2 separate regions of the Danio rerio genome follow, and region 2 is linked to region 1. Evidence: chromatin contacts called from public HiChIP or PLAC-seq data. All regions are on one chromosome and are shown on one strand. Each heading gives the region's core, a stretch centred on a gene start, on an enhancer-like site or on the middle of the called end of the contact. The rest is flanking DNA. Distances are from core to core; before and after follow the strand shown. Region 1 overlaps kcnma1a (potassium large conductance calcium-activated channel, subfamily M, alpha member 1a). Region 2 holds the start of znf503 (zinc finger protein 503).

Region 1 (3,493 bases), core at 296-2,795:
CACTTTTTCTCCCTTACAAAAATAAATAAGTAAATAATAATGTAGACTATGCGTCCATGCTTTTGTGTGCTTTCATCTGTTATTTTGTGATGTCTGGAAGACATCTGCATGAGGAAAAATCTATAGTAATTTATAATAAACAAGTTTTTGAAACACATAGTAAAGTGTATAATGTGTACAACCTTTTTGTTATTGAATGTAACAGAATACGGTAGTATAGTAAGCTGATAAACTGCAATAAATACTGCAACGTTTACTTAGTGTAAAGTGAAGTGCATCGTGATGGTATATAACAACTGAAGCCTTTTGAATAATGTGTTTATTACAGTTGTGTAGTACTACAGCAACAATATACGTAATTATCATAACAGTTTAATTCAAGTAGTTATCTACACTCTCAATAATAAAGGTACCTTTTCAAAAGGTACTGATTTGTACCTAAAAGGTCCATATTAATACCTCAAGGGTACATATTGTTACTTTAAAAGTAAAAAAAATGTTCCTCTTAATTTTTTAGGCACTAATTTACAAGTTTGAGGTACCAATATGGACCCTTTAAGTACAAATGTGTACCTTTTGAAAAGGTACCACCGCAGTGACAGCTCGCGTACCTTTATTTCTGAAAGTGCATAGTATGCTTCCAAACACAATAGTATTTGTTTTTTCATGTAAAGTAATAGCTTATACAGTATCTATCGCCTCGATGACAGGCAAATATATTTTAGATCAATAGAAAACTTGGCCCTCTTCATGATATAAGGATCATGCCCAACAAATGTGATTATTTTCTATTTCTATCTCCTTTGAAATATTGTATAAATCGCAAAAATACAGTCTTTCCTCTCTGTCTCCCTTTTAGTTTTTTATCTTTTGCCCTCGATTTGAATTTTGCGTGGCACCAGGACCACTTGATTGAAAACAACCTATGTGGATCGACTGCAGATCAATTGTGCTAGAATAGAATAGGACTAACAAAGTGACGACATGTTCAGAGAATTTAGAAGAAAAATCATTACTGACAATCATAAGTCAGATGAAGAAACGCTGTGAATTCCTCATCATAGAGATGTAATGCTAGATCTGAGGCAGAACCAATGCGAGAATCAAAACAAAGCCGCAGCTGGCATTAGCTGTCAGTCTTAGTCAACACGCACTTAGTCTAGGCAGAAAAAAACAGCAGCAATGAAAACAAATGAAGGCTGACACTACGTGAAGAGATCAGTAACTATGTAATGACCAGTAACTGGTTTCCAGGGATATGACCACAAACCAAAACACAAGACACAAAGTCAACCTCATCATAGTGTCTGATGCTAATCTAAAGTGATGTGGCGAACAGTCGGAAGGCAGTTGTAGAGGAAATGCGATCGCCTGAACTGACCCCTGCTTTTATAGTAGGTCGCACCGCTGCCATTCCTAATTGACAGACGCTTTAGTATTTCACATCTGCTACGGCTTAATGAGAAGACCCCTGTTCGGCGCTGTCCTTTACACAACTAACTGCTTCAGTCATCTGACCTCATCCAATAGCCTGAGTCACTGCCATCTCAATTGAGTTCCTGTCAGGAGATCTCTTTTTAACTTTCCCATTGAGCCTGACAGTCCCACTGTGGTATACAAGGCATTAAATAAAGCACATTGACTTTTTCTCCCCTGATTGCTGGCTAAGAGAAAATCATCGAGGAGGATCAGATCCTGTGGAAAGGGGGAGAGTTTGATGTGTTTTTTCAATTGCACCTAAACGTGGACTAAAGGAAGAGGTTTTATTTCAGCCGGTGGAAATGGTGGAGGCATTAATGGCTTGCGGTTGTAAAACATGATTGTCCAAGAATAGCACAACAGACATTGCCAGTATATACTTACTCTTTATAAACAGAAAAGTACAGAAAAATCTCACTAAAGATCCCTTTCAATCAAAATCTAGCATCTGGCATGCAAATTAAGCATCATTTTAGTAAATTACAGGCTCATACAGTTATGACTGCTTTTCACTTACTGATATCCTTTCAATTTTGATGAACAAATACAGTCAAAAAGGATCTTGACCAGTGAGATGGACATTTGAGTGACATTTGCTTGTTTTTAATGTGACAGACAGCCTGATCTTACAGAAAAATGTAACTACTGCATTCGTACAATGTCATTTGTCCTAAAAATGCATCATTTTTCAAACAAATTTGTGCCCGTAACCCTGCCCCTAAACATAATCGTCAATAGGGGTGTACAAATGAGATTGTACAAATTCAAACAAATTACTAAACATTAAATTTTAAAGTTCCGAATTACTGTGAGATTATTTTGAGACAGCCCATATTTAATGAACACATTACAAATTCAAAGAGTGTGGATACCCGGTGTTCGAACCTGGGGGAAAAAAAAGTTAGCCATTCATTAGCATTTTCCTTAACCGTTAAACACTGAACACATTGTGCAAACATCATTAGTTTCAATGTACACATTCAGCCCATGGATGTTTTGATTAAAAAGCACATCATATAGGTCACATGTACATCTGCCATGTAAAAGTGTAAACACCAAAACAGTGACTGCAGAAGGTCACCGGCACCGCACAAGTGCTCCACCAACACAGCATGCGCCAACACAGTCTTACTGCACCTACTGCAGCGCTAACACAGAGAAGCCACGTCACTTCAACTACCACCAACTCACCAAACAAAAATGTACTAGTGTACCAACCAATAAGCCACAGGTACAGAAAAAATGGAGGAACGAAACAGACGTAAAACACAGCACATGAAACACTGCACAGACACACTCACAGTTCACGGACATCGAACGGCATGTGATTTGGCGATCGAACTTACAGGCACGTAAACTGGTTGAGCAATCATGAACAGAGACAGAAGAAAGTGGGAAGGCCCTCTGAAGGCTGTCCATGTTACTATGTACACTGCCTGACATGCACGAGCAGTCGCGCTCAGAGCGCCCGCAATCAAAACAACATGCCAGTTTCATTCGCTTGTAGACGGACATCTTGGCTACAGTCATGTGTTGGATGAGAGGAAAGGAAAGCAGCAGGTTAATGGCAAGGAACAAAAAGAGTTTTTTTCAACCAGGGAAGTCTGAAGGTAACTTTTTCAAACAGGAACAAAAAGTGCAATGCCTTAGCAGCAAGCTCTGACAGGCTTGACCCGCAGATGGACCACTGTGTTCCCGCTTGCTTTTTGCTTTGCTTTCGATTCTGTTCATACAGCAATGGTGATGTACGGTCCAAATGTGTTACTACATGCCAAATTTCACTTTGGAAACTTCCGAATGAGGGCTATTGTGGCAGGAAGCAGTCGTCTCATTGGGGTCAAGCCGTGCCCTAAGGCTGATCATGTCATAAAAGGTCAAAAGGTCAGATATGACAATATGATCAGGAGTTGGGGCAAGGTACATTCAGGCAGAGAGGAATGGGTGAAGGTGTTCAGCAGCAAAACCTCTTTGGATAACATCCTCTGTATCTAAAGGACAGGATCACGTACCTGAA
Region 2 (3,493 bases), core at 658-3,157, 640 kb before region 1:
AGCATGAAACCATAGGGATACAAAGGGTGTCCACCAAAAGATGGCGGCGAGGAGTGAACCCCGTGCAAAGGGTGTGTCGGGTACATGAGTGGATATCCGGACTTCAAAGCGGACGCGGCCGCCGCAGCCGCCGAGTCGTGTGTGCAGGAAGCTCCGGCTGCGCCCGCTAAGTGGCTGGCACAGTGGTAACTCAAGCAGTAAGGGTCTCTACAAAGGCTAGCAGACATTATGGACGGGGGAGATGCCCCGGCTAGAGGGCTTGAGCCAGCTTTACTGCAGCCCAGTGAGCTGGCGAGCTGTGCGTTGACCAGGCTTCCACCGTGGGGCAAGAAGTGTTGGGGATAGCCGGCGTAGGCCCCTGCTAAACTTCCAGGGTACGTCATGCCTGCCGGGGGTAGGGGAAAAACAGTCTGGCCAGGTTTGTATGGAGAAACGGGAGCTACAAGTCCTGACCCCAGGACGGAGGCCGAGGAAGAAGAGGTGACACACGACACCGAGTCCGACGTCGCCGATGCTTTGGATCCTGAGGTGGTCTCCTGGTGCTGGTTGACCTCCACGTTAATTCCCGCACAGCTCACGCTTATCCTGCTGTGGCTGACACTGGTCGGTGCAGATCCGTCTGAGGAGCAGTTTTTATTACAATCAGAATCTTTCTTTTCATCTCTCTCTCCTTTGCCATCTGACGGCATCGGGGAAGCAGAAGTGCTGGAATTCGGGCTGCCAGTCCTGGGAGTGAACGGCTGGCAGGTGGCGCTAGGCACACGGAAACCAGACTTCTCTCCGCTCGACACCCCAGAAGACGAGTCCTTCTTATCCGCTGGCTTCGAGTACGGCTTGAAGCTGGATTTGTCTTCCACGCCGATGTCGCTCAGTTTTAAAGGACCAGATTTTGACTCTTTTTCGCTAGATCCATTTGACGTTACTGAGGACAGTTTGGAGGAGGGTGGAGGGTCCGGTTTACCGATCTGGGAGCATGTTTGCGCAAGAAGAGCCAGAGGACTTTTCTTGGCATCGAGCTGCGAGAATAGATAAAACAATAAAAGGATTTAGAGACATTCAAACGTGTGCACGCGAAATCCTTACAACGCAGTTTACAAAATACACAACATAAACTTCACTAAAAAGACTCGCCGCTTTATTTGAACGTTTTATGTTTGATAATGCGCATCGCGCAAAACGCGCTGAAATGGTAAACACCCTAATCCAAAAGCGCATTCGCAATGTTAGCTTAATTAAAGAGAAAATGGAATACGTTAATGTTAACTAAAGAATTGTATTAATTTCATGCTTTCTACCCACCTACATCTATTCCAAGATTCCCGTAATGTCCCGTCATATCTCCGAAAAAAAAGAAGAATGCGAACTTGTAATAGGCTAAAATACATTAACAGCTTAAAAACATTCTTACCTCAATTGGACTGACCGGGGTGGATGGCAATGGCTGAAGATATTCAGGATGTAAAATGTGTCCTGTGCGTGCAGTAAGCATTTTCAAAATCTTTATGGGTAGTCGATTAGCTTGCCGTAAAGGGTCCGAAGGAGGGACGGAATGGAGAAAAGGCTTGCTGGCGACCGCGGAGCTGTTATTCCGAGAGCTGCTGCTGCTGCTTTCCCAGACTAGATCAGTATCACTATTTCTTGAAGCAGAGGGCGATGTGATCATGACCCAATTCTCATGTATTTTGTTGGTATTTCATTTATCAGATTCATAAATAAAAACTATGCCGTAATCTTCTTTCAAATAGCAGAAATAAAGATAAAGAGTATAATCCGTCTGAAGCAGAGCGCGAGGCTATCGCAGATCCCGAGCCGCGTGTGACACCACAGGCATAGCGCGCGCTCTGTCTCTTCCCGTAGGTCCGCGCGCTTGTCCTCCCAAACCAAGCACTGGTAGAAATTTTCACTTCAAAAGCAGCTGAATTAGTCCGAGATTAAAGCCCTTGCCGCCTTCCAATCAAATGGGACCCCGAGGTGATTGGAGGGTCAAGGGGATGTGACGTTCCTCCTTCTGCAAGCGCCTCTATTTTGACAACTTGGGGGAGGAGATTTTGCGCAATATGTAGGTTGTCGTACACGCCGCCACATTTGTCCGAAATGTAATGTAAACTGCTCGGTTTTCATTTTTTTAACACATTACCTTGTATCTGTTATATTTTTATAATTAATAGAGAAGAATAGCTTTAGTGTATATGCCTGTCTTGATGTTTTTTTTCTTTTGTTGTTGTTGTTTAAGTTTGTGATTACTAATAAGTATATTTTCTGATGACCATTACCATCACCAGCAAAAAACAACAACAAAGAAACACAACAGTTAAGGAGATTTTAATTTGTCTATTTTTACATACATGCCTTTATTACTACAATTTAAATGTGTCTAACCTTTTAATTTAATGCCGATTTATTATATGAAAAGGTACTTTCCAATGTTTCATGCGTAGTCCTTTTTTTAACTCTCACTGGAGTAGGGCTGAAACTTCAAACCATAAACACAAGATCAACCTTTAGTGTTTGAATTCCCCAATCAGACAAGCGTTGACAAGAGCAGACCAATGCAGTGATAGAGGGATGTGAATGTCACATGTTTTCAATATAATATACACCGCCCTTCTATTTCTATCCCCACCCCTCCGTCAACTGTCAATTCTGCTCGACCGCAATCAATCAGTTATTTGTCAGTCGCTGTCAATCCTTTTCTTACTTCACGTCAGCTTTTGAAGCTGATTATGTGCCGCGAGTGACAGAGAAAAGGGCAAAAGAAGCATCCAGAAGAAGAGTCACTTAATTTGAAGGAAAGGTTTGGAAAGGTTTCTGTTTTAAACCTGCGGTAAGACAAGATGCCATTGCCCGTGTTTAGGCTATTTTAAATCGAGGCAGACAGAAAAGCAACACTGCTCATTTATATAGACAGAAAAGCAACACTGGTCATTTATATTACAGTTTATTTAGGAATAGCCACAGTTGAGTAAACAAGTTATTTTTATAATAGTAGGCTTTTTTGTGAATTTTCAATAGCCTAACTTTTTGAGGACAATTTCATGATATAGCAATTTGTATATAGGCTAAGCAAAAGGTAGACTATTAAATAAAAATAAAGACATTAAATGAATTTAAACATTTTGCTGTAAGTGTAAATGATTAAATTTACCATTGACTTTCATACTGTAAATTACCCTACATAAAGTTCATTGTTGTTATCAAAGTTTATAAAACTTATTTCCTCCTGAATTTAAAACAAGTAAATATAGGCTATTTGTTGATTTTTCCGTCTGCATGAGCAGAAATTCTTTTTTTTTTTTAATACGCAGAGGTTTCAGACAGGTGTAGATAATAGCTACTTCCAGTAATATTTTCCTCGTCTCACATGCAGTTTCAGGTTTTTCCGGACTCTATACATGTTTTGGAGTTGTGAACTTCACTGGTATCACATTGCCTCGAGCGGAAAAACAACAAAACTTCTACTCACTTGTAATGTCAAACAGAGTCGAGAATACAA

What was found. HiChIP or PLAC-seq counts read pairs in DNA pulled down with a chosen protein or histone mark.
Region 2: an H3K4me3 HiChIP or PLAC-seq map of embryo shows a contact between it and region 1, with 13 times the contacts expected there. The contact joins the promoter of znf503 here to the enhancer-like site in region 1. A contact is called at or near these places in 4 of 18 Hi-C or Micro-C datasets (caudal fin, embryo, fibroblasts and 1 more) and 2 of 4 datasets of contacts at active chromatin or transcription factors (caudal fin and embryo).

What each region holds. Positions count from the first base shown.
Region 1 is chr13:18,809,068-18,812,560 of GRCz12tu, reverse strand. All of the region lies in intron 18 of kcnma1a (potassium large conductance calcium-activated channel, subfamily M, alpha member 1a), which reads right to left. Among named protein-coding and RNA genes, the nearest start is that of kcnma1a, 310 kb to the right of the region's middle. Within about 2 kb of position 1,545, at least 7 of the 62 cell types and tissues checked have an H3K27ac peak or open chromatin away from gene starts, as enhancers often do.
Region 2 is chr13:19,452,171-19,455,663 of GRCz12tu, reverse strand. It overlaps znf503 (zinc finger protein 503), which reads right to left and starts at 1,907. Exons shown (of 2, transcript NM_198840.3): 1 at 1,409-1,907; 2 at 1-1,016. The coding sequence starts at 1,663.